2 separate regions of the Ovis aries genome follow, and region 2 is linked to region 1. Evidence: chromatin contacts called from public Hi-C data. All regions are on one chromosome and are shown on one strand. Each heading gives the region's core, a stretch centred on a gene start, on an enhancer-like site or on the middle of the called end of the contact. The rest is flanking DNA. Distances are from core to core; before and after follow the strand shown.

What was found. A called contact is a pair of places that touch in the nucleus more often than the background predicts.
Region 2: a Hi-C map of skin fibroblasts shows a contact between it and region 1, with 3 times the contacts expected there. The contact joins the promoter of USP4 here to the promoter of RNF123 in region 1. A contact is called at or near these places in 2 of 16 Hi-C or Micro-C datasets (hypothalamus and skin fibroblasts).

What each region holds. Positions count from the first base shown.
Region 1 is chr19:50,557,215-50,563,175 of ARS-UI_Ramb_v3.0, forward strand. RNF123 (ring finger protein 123) reads right to left here and starts at 3,461. Exons shown (of 40, transcript XM_042236205.1): 1 at 2,979-3,461; 2 at 1,557-2,009. It overlaps MST1 (macrophage stimulating 1), which reads left to right and starts at 286. Exons shown (of 18, transcript XM_042236213.1): 1 at 286-391; 2 at 1,269-1,416; 3 at 1,495-1,607; 4 at 1,688-1,802; 5 at 1,884-2,020; 6 at 2,103-2,219; 7 at 2,369-2,494; 8 at 2,665-2,833; 9 at 3,005-3,135; 10 at 3,222-3,324; 11 at 3,465-3,601; 12 at 3,700-3,735; 13 at 3,827-3,947; 14 at 4,095-4,172; 4 more. The coding sequence starts at 298. The coding sequence ends at 5,154. APEH (acylaminoacyl-peptide hydrolase) reads right to left here. Exons shown (of 21, transcript XM_042236214.2): 21 at 5,662-5,928. The coding sequence ends at 5,823.
Region 2 is chr19:50,808,386-50,814,346 of ARS-UI_Ramb_v3.0, forward strand. It overlaps USP4 (ubiquitin specific peptidase 4), which reads left to right and starts at 2,251. Exons shown (of 21, transcript XM_004018464.6): 1 at 2,251-2,380; 2 at 4,278-4,405. The coding sequence starts at 2,280. LOC121817253 (a long non-coding RNA gene) reads right to left here and starts at 2,077. Exons shown (of 2, transcript XR_006057080.2): 1 at 540-2,077.

The sequences.
Region 1 (5,961 bases), core at 2,211-4,710:
ATATCCACACAGCCCTTCCCTTCAGAGGGGCCTAGACTGTGGGGGCCGCACACCCCCACCCCACGGCACCTCAAGTGTCCCCAGTGAACCCTTCCAACACCGCCCACTATATTGGGAGGACTTCTTGGGGGTAACTATGCCAGAGTGAGGACCCCTGTACCTCACCTAGGGGGCTTGAGGCCTGGCACCACCTCCATTACTGCCACTGGGTCTCAGGTCAGATCCCAGCGAGCCTAGAGTGGGGGTGTGGAGACAGAGCCACCCAATCCCGTAGGGACAGGTTTCACAACTTCCCGGATGGGGCTGTGGTGGGTCACAGTGCAGCCTCCAGCCAGGAGGATGGGGTGGCTGCCACTCCTGCTGCTTCTGATACGGTTCTCAGGGGCCCCTGGTAAGTGCCCTTCCCCTCAGCCCTGATCCCCATCTGCCTTCAGAAAGGGGTCGGCCCAGGCCCATCCTGCTATCTGAGCCGGGAACTTACTTTCCTACTGAGCCTGTAGCAGTGAGTGACCTTGGCTTCTTTCACAGAGCTGGGCAGCCAAAGGAACACAAACACATTGCCTGATATTCAGGCCTGCGGTGAAATGTCTGCTGTAGCTTTGAGGCAGTGTTAGGACCACACAGACACATACACACATGCAGGCATTTATCCCTTATGAGCCAGACCTAATCCTTCTACCTAGCATATACCCTTATGCTGGTTAGGTGGCTCAGACAGTAAAGAATCTGTCTGCAATGCAGGAGACCCAGGTTGGGAAGATCCCCTGGAGAAGAAAATGGCAACCCACTCCAGTATTCTTGCTGGGAGAATCCCATGGACAAAGGAGCCTGGCAGGCTACAGTCCATGGGGTCGCAAAGAGTTGGACAGGACTGAGCGACCAACACTTTCAGCATTTACCCTTATGCTGGTTAGAACTTACACTTGGAGTCAGAATGCTTAGGTTGGGCCTTTGCCTTGTTAATAAGATAGCTCTGAGCCTTCACATCCTCACGTGAGAAATGAGATGGCATAAGCTCCATAGGGCCAGCACCAGCATGCACTGAGCTCAGAGTATATGTTTTACAGCTGAGCCCAGTGCCTTGCCCACTAAACAGGTGCGCTAGTGATTACAGTCATGTCTGAGCCTGCTCCTCCCATCCAGTACAGGGGTCTGACCCTTGAAGGGATCACAGGGTCCACTCCAGAGGCCTTTTATTTTGATCTCCTGAATGAATAAAGTATGCACATGCTGATATACACGTGCTGATTCGCATGCCCACCCTGCAGGGCAGCGCTCGCCCTTGAATGACTTCCAGGTGCTTCGAGGTACGGAGCTGCAACACCTGCTACATTCAGGGGGGCCCAGGCCTTGGCAAGAAGATGTGGCAAATGCTGAGGAGTGTGCAGGCCGCTGTGGGCCCCTCCTGGACTGCAGGTGAGTGCCCACTGGGCCTCGATAAGACTGGAGGGAGAGGAACCTGGGCACTGGTGACCCTGTGCCCCTTCTTCCCAGGGCCTTCCACTACAACTTGAGCAGCCATGGTTGCCAGTTGCTGCCATGGACCCAGCACTCACCTCATACACGACTGCAGCGTTCCGGGCGCTGTGACCTCTTCCAAAAGAAAAGTGAGTGGCTGCGAAGGGTGCGCTGGGGAGAGGGCTGCTGAGGTCTCCCGCCTTGTTGATTCTGGGTCTTTTGCTCCCAGACTATGTTCGCACCTGCATCGTGGACACCGGGGTCGAGTACCGGGGCACTGTGGCCATCACCGTGGGTGGCCTACCCTGCCAGCACTGGAGCCAGAGGTTTCCCAATGACCACAAGTGAGACAGGCAGCAGCTTCCCTCTGCCTCTGCCCGCCTGGCGCCTGCCCCTCAGCACTCACTGTATTGCTGCTCTCGCAGGTTCACACCCACACTCCGGAACGGCTTGGAGGAAAACTTCTGCCGCAACCCGGACAGGGACCCGGGAGGTCCCTGGTGCTATACAACCGACCCTGCCGTGCGCTTCCAGAGCTGCGGCATAAAGTCCTGCCAGGAGGGTAAGCGGCTCCGGGTCAAGCCTGGGACGGGAGGCGCGTGCCCACGCCCGTCCACGAACCCATCGGCCCCGTGTGTCTCCAGCCGCTTGCCTTTGGTGCAATGGTGAGGATTACCGCGGCTCAGTGGACAGCACCGAGTCAGGACGCGAATGTCAACGCTGGGACCTGCAGCACCCGCACCCACACCCCTTCGAGCCGAGCAAGTACGCGGGGGCGGGCTCGGCGCGAGAGGAGGGCGGGCAAGGGGCGGGCCGAGGCCTCCAGGGGCGGGGCGATAGAAGGCCCAGTGGATGGGGTCAGACGGGAGTACCAACCAGGCTCTTGTTTACGCCCGGCCACCGCCCCCAGGTTTCTGGACAAAAATCTGGACGACAACTATTGCCGGAATCCGGACGGCTCGGAGCGGCCCTGGTGCTACACCACAGACCCGCAGATGGAGAGAGAGTTCTGCGACCTCCCCCGCTGCGGTACAGCGTGAGGGCGGGGCCTGGGAGGGCACCTGGGATACGTGGGGGCGTGGCCTGGGGGCGAGAGGCAGGGCTAGGCGTGACCCCGCGGGGGTTCAGAGACCCTGGGGCTCCGCACCAGCCCGCGACCGGGTCTCAGCTCCGGCTCCGGCCCCGACCGGCCACGGTCCATCCAAGGGTTCGAGGCACAGCCGAACCAGGAAGCCACGACGCTCAACTGCTTCCGCGGGAAAGGCGAAGGCTACCGGGGCACAGCCAACACCACCGCCGCGGGCGTGCCCTGCCAGCGTTGGGATGCACAGCTCCCACATCAGCATCGCTTTGCGCCGGAAAAGTATGCGTGCAAGTGAGTTGGCTGGCAGCCGGTGGCAGCTGGGTACTCCTGGGGATGGGACCTGAGGGGGGTGTCCCGGGCGGGGCTTGAAGGAAGGCGAGACCTGGGGAGAAGCTGAAGGCTGGATTGAGGCTCCTGCTGGCGGGCTGGGACCCACCTGGGCTGAGCAGCGTGCCTGCTCAGGGACCTTCGGGAGAACTTCTGTCGAAACCCCGACGGATCGGAGGCGCCCTGGTGCTTCACATCGCGGCCTGGCATGCGCATGGCCTTCTGTTACCAGATCCGGCGCTGCACCGACGACGTGCGGCCCGAGGGTAAGGCCGAAGCTGGGGCTGGAGGCACGGAGCCAGAGGGCTGGGGCGAGAACCCGCTGACGGTCGCCCTTGTCCGCCCACCGCAGACTGCTACCATGGCGCGGGGGAACTGTACCGCGGCTCTGTTAGCAAGACCCGAAAGGGCATCCGGTGTCAGAACTGGTCGGCTGAGACGCCACACAAGCCGCAGTAAGCTTGTCCGCGCACCTGGCACCTCCCAGACCCAGGCCACAGGCCCCGCCCAGGCCAACGCCTCGGGTGACAAACCTAGGCATCTCACTGCGAGTGCTTGGGGTTACCCTTTGATCTTGCTCCCCTCTTCCGCCTAGGTTCAAGCACACTTCTGCCCCACACGCGCCCCTGGAGGAAAACTTCTGCCGGAACCCAGATGGGGATAGTCACGGGCCCTGGTGCTACACCACGGACCCGGGTACTCCATTCGACTACTGTGCCCTGCGGCGCTGTGGTGAGCACCATGTCGCGGGGGAACTGTACCGCGCGGCCCCGCCCTCAGCCTCCACTGCCAAAGGCTGGCTCCCTTAATGCTGAATTTGGATCTTTCAGATGATGACCAACAGCCGTCCATCCTGGAGACTGCACGTATGGACTTGGGTCAGGCGTTCCTTGTGGCCCCTTTACACCCCCAGGTCCATCCAGTAGGGGGTCTCATCCAGCACACTCTGTCCCCCAGACCAGGTGCTGTTTGATAAATGTGGCAAAAGAGTGACGCGAGTGGACCCATTGCGCTCCAAGCTGCGTGTGGTCGGGGGCCAGCCTGGGAACTCACCCTGGACAGTCAGCTTGCGCAACCGGTGAGGCATGACTGCCTGACTCCCCAAGATGGGCTGAAGCTATATCCGCTCTGCCTGTGCCAGTAGCAGGGTGGGAAACTGCCCCCACCTGGAGATGGTAGGTCCAGCCTAGGTCTCAGGACCATTTCCTAACCCGCATTCCTGCAGGCAGGGCCAGCACTTCTGCGGAGGCTCCCTAGTGAAGGAGCAGTGGGTTCTGACTGCCCGGCAGTGTTTCTCCTCCTGGTGAGCCTCCCTTAGGTTTGGGGACCCAGTCCCAACCCCCCGCCTTCATCTCCCCCTCAGCCACCTTCCCTGGCAAGTCACCAGGTGAGCGCTGGGCAGCAGACCCTGAGTCTCAACTCATCTAGCAGAGCTTCTCTCTCAGCCATACATCTCTCGTGGGCTATGAGGTGTGGCTGGGCACCCTGTTCCAGGACCCACAGCCCGGGGAGCCAGACCTGCAGCGCATCCCAATGGCCAAGATGGTCTGCGGGCCCTCTGGTTCCCAGCTTGTTCTGCTCAAGTTGGAGAGGTGTGTGAGAAGTCAAGAGGTTGTGAGGTGGGGTTGGGCCTCGCAGCCTCAGACCCTGAAAGCCCTCATTCTCGCTCAAGACCCGTGATCCTGAACCAGCGTGTGGCCCTGATCTGCCTGCCCCCTGAGCGGTATGTGGTGCCTCCAGGCACCAGGTGTGAGATTGCAGGCTGGGGTGAGACCAAAGGTAAGAGAACAGCACAGAGGCATGGACTTCTCCAGACCAACAGGCCCCAACTTGGTTCCTGCCTGCAGACCCTCTCCTTCTCATTCCCTTCGCTGTAGGTACAGGGGACGACACAGTCCTGAACATAGCCCTCCTGAATGTCATCTCCAACCAGGAATGTAATGTCAAGCATCGAGGACGCGTACGGGAGAGTGAGATGTGCACTGCAGGACTGCTGGCCCCTGTGGGAGCCTGTGAGGTCAGTGGCAGGGTCCCTGGCCAGCTGAAAATGTACTGCTTCACCCCTGAGGGCGCTAGTCTCTGCCACGGCCCAGGCCCCCCTCACCAGTTCTTGCACCTACCAGGGTGACTACGGGGGCCCACTTGCCTGCTTTACTCATGACTGCTGGGTCCTGCAGGGAATTATAATCCCCAACCGAGTGTGTGCACGGCCCCGCTGGCCAGCCATCTTCATGCGTGTCTCTGTGTTTGTGGACTGGATTCACAAGGTCATGAGGCTGGGCTAGTCCCAGCCTCAATCCTGTGTGCCTTGGCAAGGCTGAAGCTTTCTGTCCGACATAAAGCCACCTTTCCTCTTGACATCTGTGCAGGGTGCTTCTTAGCCTCTGCTTCTGGGGAATGAATTGGCAACTCCATATCAGGGCCTGCATGACTCAAGGCCAGTGCATCTTAGGCGGGGTGATCTGCCCTAGGACTGCTTTAGCAACCTGTGGGTGCTATGGAAGGGCAGGGCCTCACTAGTCCCCTTAATCAATGGCAAGGAGGAGAAAGTGGTATAGAGCAGTTTCTAACACAAGGGGCTGCAGCTGAGGGAGCTCACCTGGTGGCGTACTCAGCCAGGACAGGTGACAACTGAGCCTCTCACTGTCCCCCTCACACTGCCCCCTCCCTCTCACCCTAGAGGTAGATGCCAACCTGATGGCTACCATACGCAGGGGCCTACAGTCTTTGAACCCCAAGGGTGGGGCTGGGGTTAGCGGTGGCTTGGTACAAAGTACCAGCAGGAACCAGACTCTGTGTCTTCATTTATTATGAGTATGCAGCCCATGTTCCTCGGTTCACCCATCCATGAAGTCCAGAGACCAGGAAGCCTCTCGCCGCTCTGCCAGACCCTGGGGCCCTCCAAGAGCCCAGTGCGGCATATGCCACCCAGCTCATGCTGAGGGGCAGGGCTTCAGTGGCCCAAGTGTGTACACATCCAGATCACAGCATTCATGAAGCTGTCGGATTCCACCTCCACCTCTGAGAGTGAGTGGGTGCTCTTGGGATAGAGCAGGAGCCTGGGGGATTGAGCAGCAGTGTGTGAGGATCGA
Region 2 (5,961 bases), core at 1,001-3,500, 250 kb after region 1:
TAGGAGGAACTGCTAAAAAAAGAGGGAAGCAGACACTGTAATGTAGGTTCAGTCATGCCCATTAACCCAGCTTTCATTTTCCATAAATAGGACTAAAAGCAGTGGTTCTGGTTCAATAACAATTTTAACAATTTAAAAGAACTTCCACAGGAGGGTACTTGGGGTGTCAGGATCGAGATGCAGAATTATCATCATTTGATGCTAACTCTATGTACATGGGATTAACTGCTATGTAGTTATTCAAGGTGTTTTTTAAAATTATTATTTATTTGGCTGCTACTGGTCTTAGTTGTGGCATGTGGCATGTAGTTCCCTGATTAGGGATTGAACCTGGTCCCCCTGCATTGGGAATTCAAAGTCTTAACCATGGGACCACAAAGGAAGTCCCTCAAGGCAGTTTTAATTCCAAATTACCTTGCCCCACTATCTATCTACCCAGCTGCCAAGAGGCCTCTGTTAGCAGATAGTGCTTAATATATTAATTTCAATTAGCCAAAACTCAACCTAAAAAAAGTGGTAAATCTGTTCAAATGACCTACCTCAACTTCACCAGGACAGTTCTCTTTTGCACCTGTTTTTTTCTCTCTTTCTTCGGACATCTTTCCAAAGGGTTCTTAGTAGGTCTGTGGGCTGTACCTCTGTGTAAAGTACCCTCAGCTATTTCTCTCTGCTCTCAAACCTCCTACAATATGTGTATGCAGGATATATGGGACCAGCCTCCCTTCTAGCCATAGATCTCAGGCCCTTTCAGTAGTCTGTGTCCAGCTCAACTGGCCTAATCTTCACTCTATGATTTTCCCTGCTTGTTCCAGAAATTTCCTTTAACCCCTTTAGTCTACTCTCCTTTAACATGCACCATCATTTCTATGCTTTCAAGATCACACTCAAAAGGTTCTCAAGTGAAACGCTCTGTTTCACAGCTTGGGGTCTACAGTCTTTGATTTATACCCTTTAACGGTGCTTATCACACACTGCTTGACTTGGTGCTGGGCTTATTTATGGAATAGCTCCTCTCCTCTATTAGATTGGGTAAAGCAGGGGTCTTCATCCTCTGCGATCTAATGTCTGACCATCTGAGGTGGAGTTGGTGTAAAAATAATAAAGGGCACAAGAAATGTAATGCGCTTGAATCCTCCCCAAAACCACCCAACCCCCCCCCCACCTCAAGAAAAAAGTTCTTTCACGAAATAAGTCCCTGGTGCATTAAAAAATGGGGATCTGGAGAAGGAAGTGGCAACCCACTCCAGTATTCTTGCCTGGAAAAGTCCATGGACAGAGGAGGCTGGCGGGCTGCAGTCCATGGGGTTACATGACTGAGCATGTGTGTATGAGGGTGGAGGGTGATGGGTTAGTAGCAATAAACTGGTAGAACTAAAAAAAAAAAAATGGGGATCACTGGATAAGGGCAGGTACTGAGTCATATTTGTCTAATTTTTCTGAGGGCAGGAGCTGCTAGACACATACAGTCTAGCCCTCCAGAAGGAGGGCTGTGTTTCTTGTACGCACGGTCAAGTGAGGGCCATAAGGTGTTCAGGCTATTGTACTTTGTTGCAACAACAAAGCAGCAGCCTGGGTACCTGATGTGGAGAATATACTTTAACCGCTCCTTCCACCCCCATTGCTATCGCCCCCCTGTGGCTGCTTGCCTGCCCGATAAAGTAATTAGCTCACTGGAGGGCTTGTGGAATTCGGCCTGGGCCAGGTGATTCTGGGATTCAGAAAGAGATGATTGCGAATATTCCCGCAGAGCCTGCCGGACAGGGATCAGGAGCTCACGTCTGGGCAGCTAAACGCTCGCCTGAGGTCTCCGCTGAAAGCGGAATGGCTGGAGTAGAAAACAAGAAAATCTAGTTTCAGGACTTATCGCATCTGGCGCTGCGTCGATTTAAGACCAGGATGACCCCTCAGGCCAGAAGAGGTACCAGAGGGGTCGTGGGGCCTGTGGTCTGACTCCTCGAGATCGCCGGGCTGGACTCAGAAAGGTGTGCCGGACGGCGCCGGCTCCGAGACGCCTGCCTGGCTAAGAACACTGCCTCTCCCGACGCCCGCCTCCTCTTCCGGCCCCGCTCCCGGCTCCACCGCGCATGCGCGGGAGGAGGCGGGGTGGTGCTCCGTTGGGGGTGGGGGAAAGCAAGGGGCGGGACAGCGCCCCCGGCCGCCGCACGAGGAGGGGCTTGCGTGCGCGCACGTGCGTGCGTGCGTGCGCGCGTGGGCGCGGTCCACAGCACGCTGTGCGCGAAGCGGATGTCCGGGCCGGCTGGGCTGGGGCGGCGGACGAGATGGCGGAAGGTGGAGAGTACCGTGAGCGACCGGATGCGGAGACCCAGAAATCCGAGCTCGGGGCCTTGATGAGGACCACGCTCCAGCGAGGGGCGCAGTGGTGAGCGCCGGGCCCGCCTTTCTGCCCCACTGGGCCAGAGGCCGGCGCTCGGGTGCTCAGGCCCGGCCCCTCTTTCCCGGCTTGGCCAGAGGCTGGCCAGGGGAGATGTTGGTGACTCTCAGAGAGTGGCTGGACTCCCGCCCCTTAGGGAAGGGAGCGCTGGATGAAAGCGTGGGTGGAGCTGAGGGTCGTCCGGCCTTCTTGAAGCCTGAGGGGGCGTATCCGGCGGAGGCTGGGGCTACGAGATGGAAAGAAGGGGAGTACTCCCAGGGACCTTGCGGTTGAGGAGAGTCCTTTACCTTTGAGGATTCACTTTGTGATTTTGGGCGAAGACGTCCACACCTCACAGACCCTGGCTTCTTATTTTTAAGAACAAGTTAGCGATATTTGGTGCCCTCGCCTTCAGTTGCTTGAGATGTAGATAAGAAGTAGATACTCTGTAACTTGTAAGCTGTTCGACAGACGTCAAGGTCAGTAGCTGAACAATTGTCTGAGAGTCCCAGGTTATTTTGGTAGCAAATGTTAAAAATAATTGGTGGCAGCAGCGTTTCGAAGTGAAAGAGGCGGATTAGCCTAGAGCCTAACTGAAAAGATTTACTCTAGCAAGTCTGAGTTAGTTTTTCTTAATAAATTATCTAGTAACAGGGACAGTACTTCCATTAGTGAAGAGATTCCTGGGTGGTATTATTGTGTGGAAACAGAAACTGGGGCTTGGCGTTGCACTGAATGTGGTTGAGCAACCCTCTTTTAAGAAACGATGGTGGTGGTGATAATGGCTGTATTACAGTGACAGAGAAATTGAGCAGGGAAGAGAAACTAGGAATTCAGTCGTTACAGTGTCCTTGAGCTGGCCAGCTGTGATAGGCAGAGCAGGCAGAACTTGATATCCGGAATCATGGTGACACATGAAGAATAGTCAGCAGAAACAGAGGAGGTTTCAGATAGACTAAAATCACACAGTGAAAGTGTTCGGAGAGAAAAGAGCATTTTAGAGATGTGGATATATTTATGGATCCTTGTGGCCTCTGGGAAGCTGGCTGGTCTCCTCTGAAGTTTGTTGGTTATAAAATTTGAAGGACTCACCAATGTAATTGTTATGCTTTGTTCCCCTACGGAGGTTTCGCCCTCCTTTTTTTTTTTTTTTTTAATTTTTAATTTGTATTCAGTTATTTTGGCTGCTCTGGGTCTTGGTTGCTGCATGTGGGATCTAGTTCCCTGATTAGGGATTGAACCCAGGCCCCCTTGCATTGGGAGCTCAGAGTCTTAGCCGCTGGACCAGTGGCGATGTCCCCCACCCCCTCCTTCTGTCTTAATTGTATTAATAAAACAGCATGATGATACTTTTAAAATATAACCAGGTCAACATAATGCTTTTTGATAAGATAAACACACCATGACATTGTATGTATATATGTACACATGTGTGTCTATAAACATATATATACACACACACGTTTGGTCCTCAAAGGAAAACTGAAGTGTGTTGTGTTGTTATCGTATTTTTAGAAAGAAAATTGGTTTAATGCTCTTCACATGAAGCAAACCAGTGTATCCAAACTGTCTGCCTGGACAAAGACCTCTGTAAAGATCATTATGAAATTAATGACATGGTCATTAGCAAATAAGGTTTTCCCCATAGAAAGAATTTCTTTAAACAGACATTTTTGAAGCTAGCCATTTCGTTCCTTTTACTTATTCTTTTAACAGCCATTTCACTTAGTCAGTGCATCCCCTGGGCTAGGCTTTCTGTTCCAGGCCCAGGAGGGCCTGGCCCTGCTCCTACTCTTGAGAGTCTGTTTTTTTAGCAGGGATTGCTTGTTCCCCAAGTGAAAGGACCCAACTGCAGTAATGTACAACCTCAGGTTTTCGGGTACAGTCCATTTTTGTGTGTCTCTAGGTATCTTATTGACAGCCGGTGGTTCAAGCAGTGGAAGAAGTATGTGGGCTTCGACAGCTGGGATATGTACAATGTGGGTGAACATAATCTGTATCCTGGCCCGATAGATAACTCCGGACTCTTTTCAGGTACAGTATCCTGTTGCTTTTCTAACTGAAATGTCCGCTTGGGTAAACTGAGGTCATGGTGGCCTGAGGTTGTGTTTGTCTTTGCCATGGGTATCATGAACCTGACTTTCCTACTGTGAGAGGATAGAAACAAGGGGCCTTGACTTGGATCTGTAGCAGAAGTGTTTGCAGGCCCTTACAGAGAAGTGAAGCTGCTTTTTTCCTGAATTAACTCCTTTTAGTAAAAGCAGAAATATCTTAGGAATGTCTGAAGAAATGTCTGCCTGTCCCTCTTTATCGTTTCCTTTTTTCAAGTTCTGCTAGAGATTTGAGATTACTATATTTAATGGAAAGAAATAGGATATTATTTTGAAACTGCATCTGGAATCTGAAATTTAGGAACCAGAATTTTCTGTGTTACCTTTGCAGCGGGACAAATTGTAGAGCTGACAACATTCATCAGGCATTGCTGTGGTGGCCATGTTTGTCACAGTAGTGTGAGGGGAGGTGGAAGGTTGGTAGAGGTGCGAACACAGACCAGCTCCTCATGGAAGAAGTGACTGACAAAGTGAAGTATGACATGGCTGAGCTTGGCTTGCGCCTTTGGATGCATAGAAACGGCAGTTGGCCTTTCCTGGGCCTTTTTTCTGCCTTGCTTTTAGACTCCTGTGCAAGCATGACAGAGGTGATCTGTTGCCTGGGCCCACAGTCAAGGCAGCAGGAAGGCAGACAGTTCATGAGGCTTGATTCAGATACCTAACACTGTCCTGGGTGTTTTAAAAAAACGAATGGCCCTTCAGTGTATACCTTGTTTTCTGGGAGATATGAATTACATAATAATGTTACAGGGTTTTCTTCCTGCCCCAAAGGATCATTATACTGTATTTGCACTTTGTTCATTTCCATCTTTATTTGAGAAAGAAAATTCTTAAAGGCTTAAAAATTTTTTTTTAATTGAAAGATACTGCTTTATAATATTGTATCGGTTTCTGCCATACATCAGCATGAATCAGCCACAAGTATACATATGTCCCCTCCCCTTTGAACCTCCCTCCCACCTCCCACCCCACTTAAGGCTCTTAATAGTGTTGATGTCGAGAATCCTAGAGCTGGAGGGCCCCTCAAGTCATTTGGTATGACCTTCAGCTGAGGGCAAGCATTTCTTCTGTTGTCTTTCAATTCAATGTCACTGGATTAGGTTGGAAACATTTGTTGTGTGCTTGGGAGGTGAGAAGTACATTCCGTTCAGACCCTGGAACATTGACAGAGCAGGAATGGCCTATCTCTAGCCAGTGAGGGCCGCCCTCTTAGCTCTTGGACTCTCAGTCACCTGCCAGTCCCAGTCTGGCTGCCTGCCACCTACAGTCATGGGAGTTGCCTAGAAGGGGCTCTTGAAGGAGTGGGTAGGGCACATCCTCACTAATGTAGTCTGCTCATTTCCTCTCTCATTTTCCACTTCTGCCCCTCCTGTATATCTGATGAAATACTTAAACCAAGACCAAGTTGTGCTCTCATTTTTTCCCCTTTATTTGCTCTGTTGAAGAAATTTGCAAAGGCTCAGTCCTTATTGCAAAACC